Regions from separate parts of the Bombyx mori genome. Here region 1 is linked to region 2. The links are chromatin contacts, called in public Hi-C maps. All regions are on one chromosome and are shown on one strand. Each heading gives the region's core, a stretch centred on a gene start, on an enhancer-like site or on the middle of the called end of the contact. The rest is flanking DNA. Distances are from core to core; before and after follow the strand shown. Region 1 overlaps LOC101738176 (ras GTPase-activating protein raskol). Region 2 overlaps LOC101738176 (ras GTPase-activating protein raskol).

Evidence for each region. A called contact is a pair of places that touch in the nucleus more often than the background predicts.
Region 1: a contact with region 2 is called in a Hi-C map of middle silk gland, with 3 times the contacts expected there. The contact joins two enhancer-like sites. A contact is called at or near these places in 6 of 7 Hi-C or Micro-C datasets (middle silk gland, midgut, an unstated tissue and 1 more).

Annotation. Positions count from the first base shown.
Region 1 is chr15:5,344,309-5,348,024 of ASM3026992v2, reverse strand. The region is part of intron 2 of LOC101738176 (ras GTPase-activating protein raskol); the gene reads left to right. Among protein-coding and RNA genes, the nearest start is that of LOC101738176, 30 kb to the left of the region's middle. Within about 2 kb of position 2,229, at least 6 of the 8 cell types and tissues checked have open chromatin away from gene starts, as enhancers often do.
Region 2 is chr15:5,278,324-5,282,032 of ASM3026992v2, reverse strand. It overlaps LOC101738176 (ras GTPase-activating protein raskol), which reads left to right. Exons shown (of 19, transcript XM_038015935.2): 4 at 550-736. Among protein-coding and RNA genes, the nearest start is that of LOC134200270, 45 kb to the right of the region's middle. Within about 2 kb of position 2,387, at least 8 of the 8 cell types and tissues checked have open chromatin away from gene starts, as enhancers often do.

The DNA of each region.
Region 1 (3,716 bases), core at 980-3,479, 66 kb before region 2:
GGCCGAGCCTGTGCTTTGTAATATATATTCTTTTTTTTTTTTTAATATTAACTGTCAAACAAGAAAAATTAAAATTGTCAGTCGTAAAGGATGAGAAACTATAGACATCATAGACGTGATTGCCACCGCTTGCTTTGGAGACATGTGGTCGAAGTTCGATGTGTATTTTAGAACGGCAGTCCCATCTTTCCATTAGAAAGTATGACTGCTTCGCACCAGAATTCGATGGAGGATGATGGGCATTCCCGCGTGGCGTCACAATTCGCCCGACCACGTTTAAGTTCTATGAGGACATAGGATTGCGCATTTGTGTAATAGGACACTGTACCTTGATCTAATTATTAAAATTAATTTGTAATCAATAAAATATAGCAATCTCCATTTTAATACAATTTGTAAAAATAAGTAAACATGAAAACTCTATTCACCACGTTGTAATTTAAGACATTGGTGGTTTCTATATATATCTTTAAGTGTAATATTACTAACTTATGTAAGTAAACGCAAAATTGCTCAAGGAAATCCACAATATATTAACTAATACAATAGAATACAATGTATTAATTACTTATTATGAATAATCACATTATAAAAATTCAAAACTCTTGAACTCGCTTCATTATATGATATATCACATTCAATAATACTTTCAGAAAATTATGAAAACTCGTATTTATTTTTAAACTTGCCCTCGTGACTATGCTCGACTGTAGATTTTGTCAATCAATTCATAATTAGATAAAAAAGGTTTTATTTGAGGACACTTTTATATATAATGGGACTATGGAATGGAATAGAAAATAATATTGCATCGCACTGCCCGCCATCGGAGTAGAGTTCATCCATACCTGGAGGGTTCATCCACAGTGCGTTTCAAGAGTTTTTTTTGGTTCCTACCAGCTTTTTGTCACGTACCATCCGGCTTTGGAATGAGCTCCCCTCCACAGTGTTTTCCGATTGCTATGACATGTCCTTCTTTCTTCAAACAACGCTTGTGGAGAGTACGGATAACGGTAATCAGTGGCTTGGCTCTGCCCCTGGTATTGTTGAAGGCCATGGGCGATGTTAATTACTCACCATTAGGCGGGTCGTGTACTCGTTTGCCTTCCATGGCAATAAAAAAAGCCCAAACTAACTCCTAACCTAACTCTCATGCTTGGTTAAATTTTCATTTTCTTTGGGATACTCTTTCGAACTACTACAAGTCGCTGTTCCTTTTTTTTGTATCGACGCACCATGCCGCAATTCATTTACGTCAGTAGATGGGTCGTTTTCAAATTTGGGGCCAAAAGCGAGTTATTCGATTTAATTCTCATAACCTTAATGTTACCGTAATTATAAGTACAGTAAATTTGTTGTCATGACAACAGGCACGTGGTTCTATAACTATATACAATTCGTAGACACTGTTAAATTAGGAGTTATAAATTAAAAACTAGGCACCCCAAATCTCATTCGTATCACTAGTTCGAAATTCAAATTCTAACTGTTTTGCTATTTTTCCAGTAATGTGTGTTGAAATTCGGCAATTTTATTTAATGAGTATGAAAACTAACTGGATATTAGAACATTATTAAAAACAAATGAAGTACGATTTGTAAGCTTTTTAAAAAGTTCCTATTTAAGTTAATAAGTGAATATTATATAATATTTTCAATAAATGAGTGATTGACTTGATTGTGATGAAGCATTTTTTATTCTGAATTTGCCTAAACACAAAAAAATTTATGGAAAATTGGAGAAAGCTTAAATTCATGAAATCGTTACTTTTTGGTCCCAAAATCGAAAACGACGCAGGTCCAGTTTCTATGCCCAACGAATCGTTGTTTCTAGATAATACGTGAAATCTTAATACATAAACAAATTCAGTTTCGCTTTTATAAAATTAATTGTCAATTGGGAATCACTTGTGGTTGTATTTAGGTTGAGTAACACGAATAAAACCTCTGGCTTTGTTTTTCAGAATCTCATTTCGTCTCGTCGGGGTTCACAATACAGAAATTCGTTTGTTTCAAATATAAATAATGAATAAATATGAGACTTAGTCTGTCAACAACGTAGGGAGAACGATTAAAATAAAGTTTCCAATAAATAACCAAAACTTTTAGTTATATACTTAATTAATACTATACGCCACAACGGAGTCAATTCTGTTCTACTCGCCATTATATTATTATAACTGTCTACTACAATATAATATTTTACGAATAAGAATAAAAACTTTTATGGTCAACTGCGCCATCTAGCGGCGAGTAGAATACGATTTACAACAACCGAAATAATTCGTTAAGTATATACTAGATGGCGCAACTTGAATCTAGTTAAAAATCATAATATAGATGTCACTATTTTACAATATCTTATTCGTTTTTAAAAATTAAATTAATTTTAAAATCTTTGTAAAATCAATTGACAACGATTTTTACCCATATCTTTTGTCTAGTTTTAGTAATACCATAATATATTGAGGTTTAACTCATTTGTTGTTGAGTACAGAATTTGAAAATCTAAAGAACTTTATTAAAGTTCAGAAACATACTATTATTGTGACAATCAGTCTAGAAGACGCTGACATAGAAGATGGTCTAATTAGAAGCTTATAAAATTGTATTAAATACGTAGTCTCATCAGGTCAACGACTCTAAAATTTTATTTGTGAATCGTCTGGAGCCCATGTGGGCGTCATTGTTCCCACCACGTGCTAATTACTTTAGGATTGAAGAAACTTTATTTGAAGCTGTCATTTTACTGTATGATGTAATTCATTAAACACCTACGAGGGCTGACATCACTCGCATTTCTAACAGACTCTGCGCTTCTCTGATATTAAACTATCCCCTCTTTATGAATCATATGGGTTTCTGATGTAGAGTGGCATCAATTATTAATTGTTGATTGGTTCTCATGACCCAGTTTTTGAAGTGAAAACCGCTATAGCACCGTTGTGATTTCAAACGAAAAAGTGACACTAAAAACAGATAAACGTATTCACAGGAGAAGCCTGCGAGAACATGAAAATGAAATGAATTCTTCTGAAGATATCATTTATATCGCGTACACATAGTTTTTCCTTATTTCTGCTGCGAAACAGTCCCGTGTATTGGTTTTCAATGTTTGAAGGAAGAACAGTTACACAAAATGATTGAGCCTTCAACAGGAGTGATGTATGATACATATTAATTGTAGACACAATAGTGGACGCGTTTTTTTCATTAGATGGTACGAGCACACTGGCGAATTAACGCGTAAAAATAAAATAAAAATCTGATTAAAAGCGATTAATAGAGTCCACAAGCGGTATGGCGTGAATGACGTAAGGTTTTAGCGTGAAAACCTGGCCATGCCCTGCAATATTATATCAAGTCTATATATTTATTATCTGTAACTGTATGCATTTGCATGAAAACCCAAATTTGTTAAAATTACTCGTGCGCTATTTATCACACGGTGATGTTATTAAGACAAAGTTTTAATTAAATTTGATTATAAGAACGCACAAGCGCATGTTAGTGTTTGCAAATTCGCCAGGCTGAGCTTCGCCGTGAGCTCGCCTTCACTTTTGGTGAAATTGGTATAACTCCTCGAGGATAAATAAATATCCAATCACGAAGAAACATTAATCTTAAAAGGTACGATCATATTTTAATGTCCGAAATACATAATGCTCTAAAAAACATTTTTTTTTTATTGCCTTTGTAGGCAGACGGGCCACCTGA
Region 2 (3,709 bases), core at 1,138-3,637:
AGCCGAAGGAACTTCGTTCCTACCTGGTGTCCCACGACACCACATAATTAGTTTTTCTTTTGAAAAATGAAATCATTCCATCAGTATTTTCTTATGACGTTGTCACGTTCAACTATCGTCAGTAAACCGACTTTACAGACAACCGATTTTTTGGTATAAAGTTTGCTTTTGTGATAGTTATAGTAATAATACTCATTTTTCAATTTTATTATAAATTTTAATAAATTTTAATACTTTCAAAAAAACCGCGCTATGAGAGTGGGGTGTTTACGTTTACACAGTGCCACTAGATGGCACTCGAGTCATAAACAACGATCAGGTGTTTTGTACAAGCCCAGAAAAACTTGAAATGTTACGAAAGTGTAAATACGATGCTGATGCATTTTGTTTCATATGTGGTCAATTTTTTAAAGTTCAAAAGCAAACTGTTTTATGCCATGTATTTTTTTTCCGTCTGATTACGATCTAAAATATCGAAATTTTATGCTTCGCAATCAATGTCAAATTTGGTGTTGACCCGTGTTATTTTACGTAAATGTTCGTTTGCAGATCAACAATAACAACGGGGAATACAATTCGAGGAGCCTTCCTCGAGTGCGGCTTGACACCGGAGGGCAGGTGCCGAGTGCGGGCGTGAGACTACGCTGCTGGGCCGCTCCGCCTTCCATTACTGAAGAGGATGTGGAAGACGAAGTTGAAGATGACTCGGTCTCCTTACGGGCTGCCCCCGCACAAGGTAAGCCCATTTCTTATGTGTTCTCTATGATGCTTAAGATTCATTTTTTTTTCTTACCTAAGCTGATAGATAGCCTTGAGAGGCTATATCAGCGTAACCTTAACTAGTAGGTGAGCTCGCGGGGCTCAAACCTGACGACGTTGCTAACACGAACCCTAGCAAGAGCCGTGCTTCGTAGAATCTACCACTCGACCCACAGAGAAGATCCGGCGAGAAACTCAATGGGCTGTTTCTGAGGGTTAAGATTGACATGATGGTAGCTGTGAAGAGTTCGGAGGTAGTTTAGAGAATGCAGTTAATAATTAATCATTTATTTATAAGTTAATAATTCGTAAATAATTTTTAGTACCATAAAAGAATTCGTGTAGGATATGCTGCGCCCACCAGACAAAACTTAGGATAAGGGCAAAGAGCAGAAGAAGCTGTAAAGATTTTTGTAGTATATGTAGGTACTATTTATGTTTTAGTATTAAGTTACACAACATTCTGTATATTACATATCTATGGGACTTAGGACAGCAGAATGCAGAGATAATTTCAGTGAATATAAACAAAAAATATCTATCTGTGAAAAAGATTTGTTTTGTCCAAGCTCAACAATAATCTCCTATAAAGACGCAAAAAAGTTACTCTAAAAATAGTAAGAAATATTATGTCGATTAAGTCTTCACATAAATAAACACATTTGATCCTTTTGGTCATTAAACAGTTAACGCCTTTCTTTTTGTATTAGCGGTTAAAATGTTGATAGTACTAGTATTGGGATGTATCTGTCCTACCTAACCTTGCTGCAAAGAACCATGGATTCCAGTTATATAGGAGAGCCGTCATGACAAAGTAATCGAGACTAGACTTGTCTTAAGGTGGGTTGCGAGATTCACGCAATATATGCACGGCATCTGCGTAACTCTACAACTCCGTTTAAACTCGTCTGTTTGTTTGATCTTTTACTGTTTAAAGAATCGAGAGTAATAAATTTATATTTTTTAGCAAATATAAAAATATACTGACATCTAGCGTCAAACAGGGATACTCGTAAAGTAGCGCCATCTATCATCAAATAGTAACAGAATAGTAGCTCGCGATGCATAGTTAGCGACATCTGTTCTTTGGCGACTGTAATATTTCTGGTCTATATAAAAAGACACTAGATGGCGTGTTCAATGTGTCGAAGACCGTATAATTAAGAATGCGCAAAATGTATGTATTTATATATGTATATATTTTTTGCTTTCCTCGTTTATGATAAGTTTTGGCAAGGAATCGTTTCGTCCATAGAAGTTTTTCATAAAAAGAACTATACTATGTATGTATTGTAATATTTTGGGACACAATAAGTACTAAAAATGAACTAATTGTTAAAAACATCAAACGTCATGATTCGATTCAGCTGGATTCAGCCTATAACAAAACAAATTCCCGGAAAAGATCTTAATTAAGAACAATACTGATTCAAAACGAAACTCGTTTGATGACACGTTTTATTTTTAGACAATGCACATCCTGTATGAGCTGCTCGTACGATATTACTCGTTTACAGAAATAATGTTTCAAATCGTTTTAATATGGCCATCGCTTCTAATTAGTCAACCGTTGTAGCATAAGCCTGGGTTCGTCGTGCGACTGATGTGTCATTAGTTGCACCAGCCACCGATCAGTGGCGGAGAGGGAGCGTTGTCAAGGAGGGAACGGACAGACAGTAGAGGGCGTGACGGTCGTGCACCCATGCGGCACAAATCGATTACGCCTGTACTTTCATGGCCCTGCATACTTGAACTTTTTACTGCCTAGTGACGTTTTAAACAAAACAGGCAGCTTAAAAACTTTTTATTGAGGCGAACACTTTTCATCTTACGGCTGACTTGACGGGATCAGATCTTCGTCTACACAAATCCACGATTAGGTACGATTAAATGATTCGATCCTTTATAAGGAACTATAAACGTTCTAAGAACATTGCGGTATAAAATTACGTGCAAGGCGTACTTATTTACAAAAGAGTTTTCGTTTTTTTTTTTGTTTGATAAACTATATCTCACAACTTGTTTTGCAACGACCGAGTGTTGCCGGTCGTCGGACGCAATTGAGCTAAAATGGTCACAATTAGGGCTCGACAGTTTTAATTGACATCGGTCCCTTGACTCGTGCCCGTCGCGACATTCACGTAATCGATTCAAATTTTCACTGCGCAAAGACTACGCACATCATAATCGGAATTTCACGGGAAAAACATATTTATTCATATTAAAGTCATTGGAAAGCTGTGTTGTAATTTTGATGAAAAGTATACGAACTAGTGTTGTCATGATAATATTATAGTGTTAGTTTAATAATGAACGCGACATTAAAGAGTAAAATAAGTTATATTCATGTATACGACTTTTCACGAGTCACCTTAAAATTAAAATGATAAGTCTGGTTTGGTTCATTTCTACACGTGCGATACTGTTTTTTACATTAAAAAAAAACAAAATAAAACTGCATTATGCTGGGCATTAAGTCACGTAAACACGCTAATGTAACAGTGCACCTCAACTTGCGCTGCACGCGGCGTTATTCCAAAATCCATAAATAAACGGGGAATATTTGAAACTGAGCGGCAACAAACCGTGAAAATGCCATGCTATTTATGTACCATTATTTTTAGTGGGTGGAAAGAGTTTAAAAATGTCGTTTAGTTAACCTGTCTTTCGGTAACACAAATCCTCTCGGAAGAAAACATTAAGGTTGACTTCACAAAAATAAGTGATAGTGGAGACACCATGCTGCGACAAAAATGGATTTTAGTACCTTTTTTTTAACTTTTTGTGTAATAGAGCGGCACTTTGGTGTTTAGAAGTTTTAGTATATACTCGTTCAATAGTTGATATTGTTGAAACTGGATATTCAAATTTGCTTTGCGTCAAATATAAGTTCACGTAAGCTTAACCTTTGGAATTCCTTTGAATTGGATTTGCACTTACTTGTATTTAT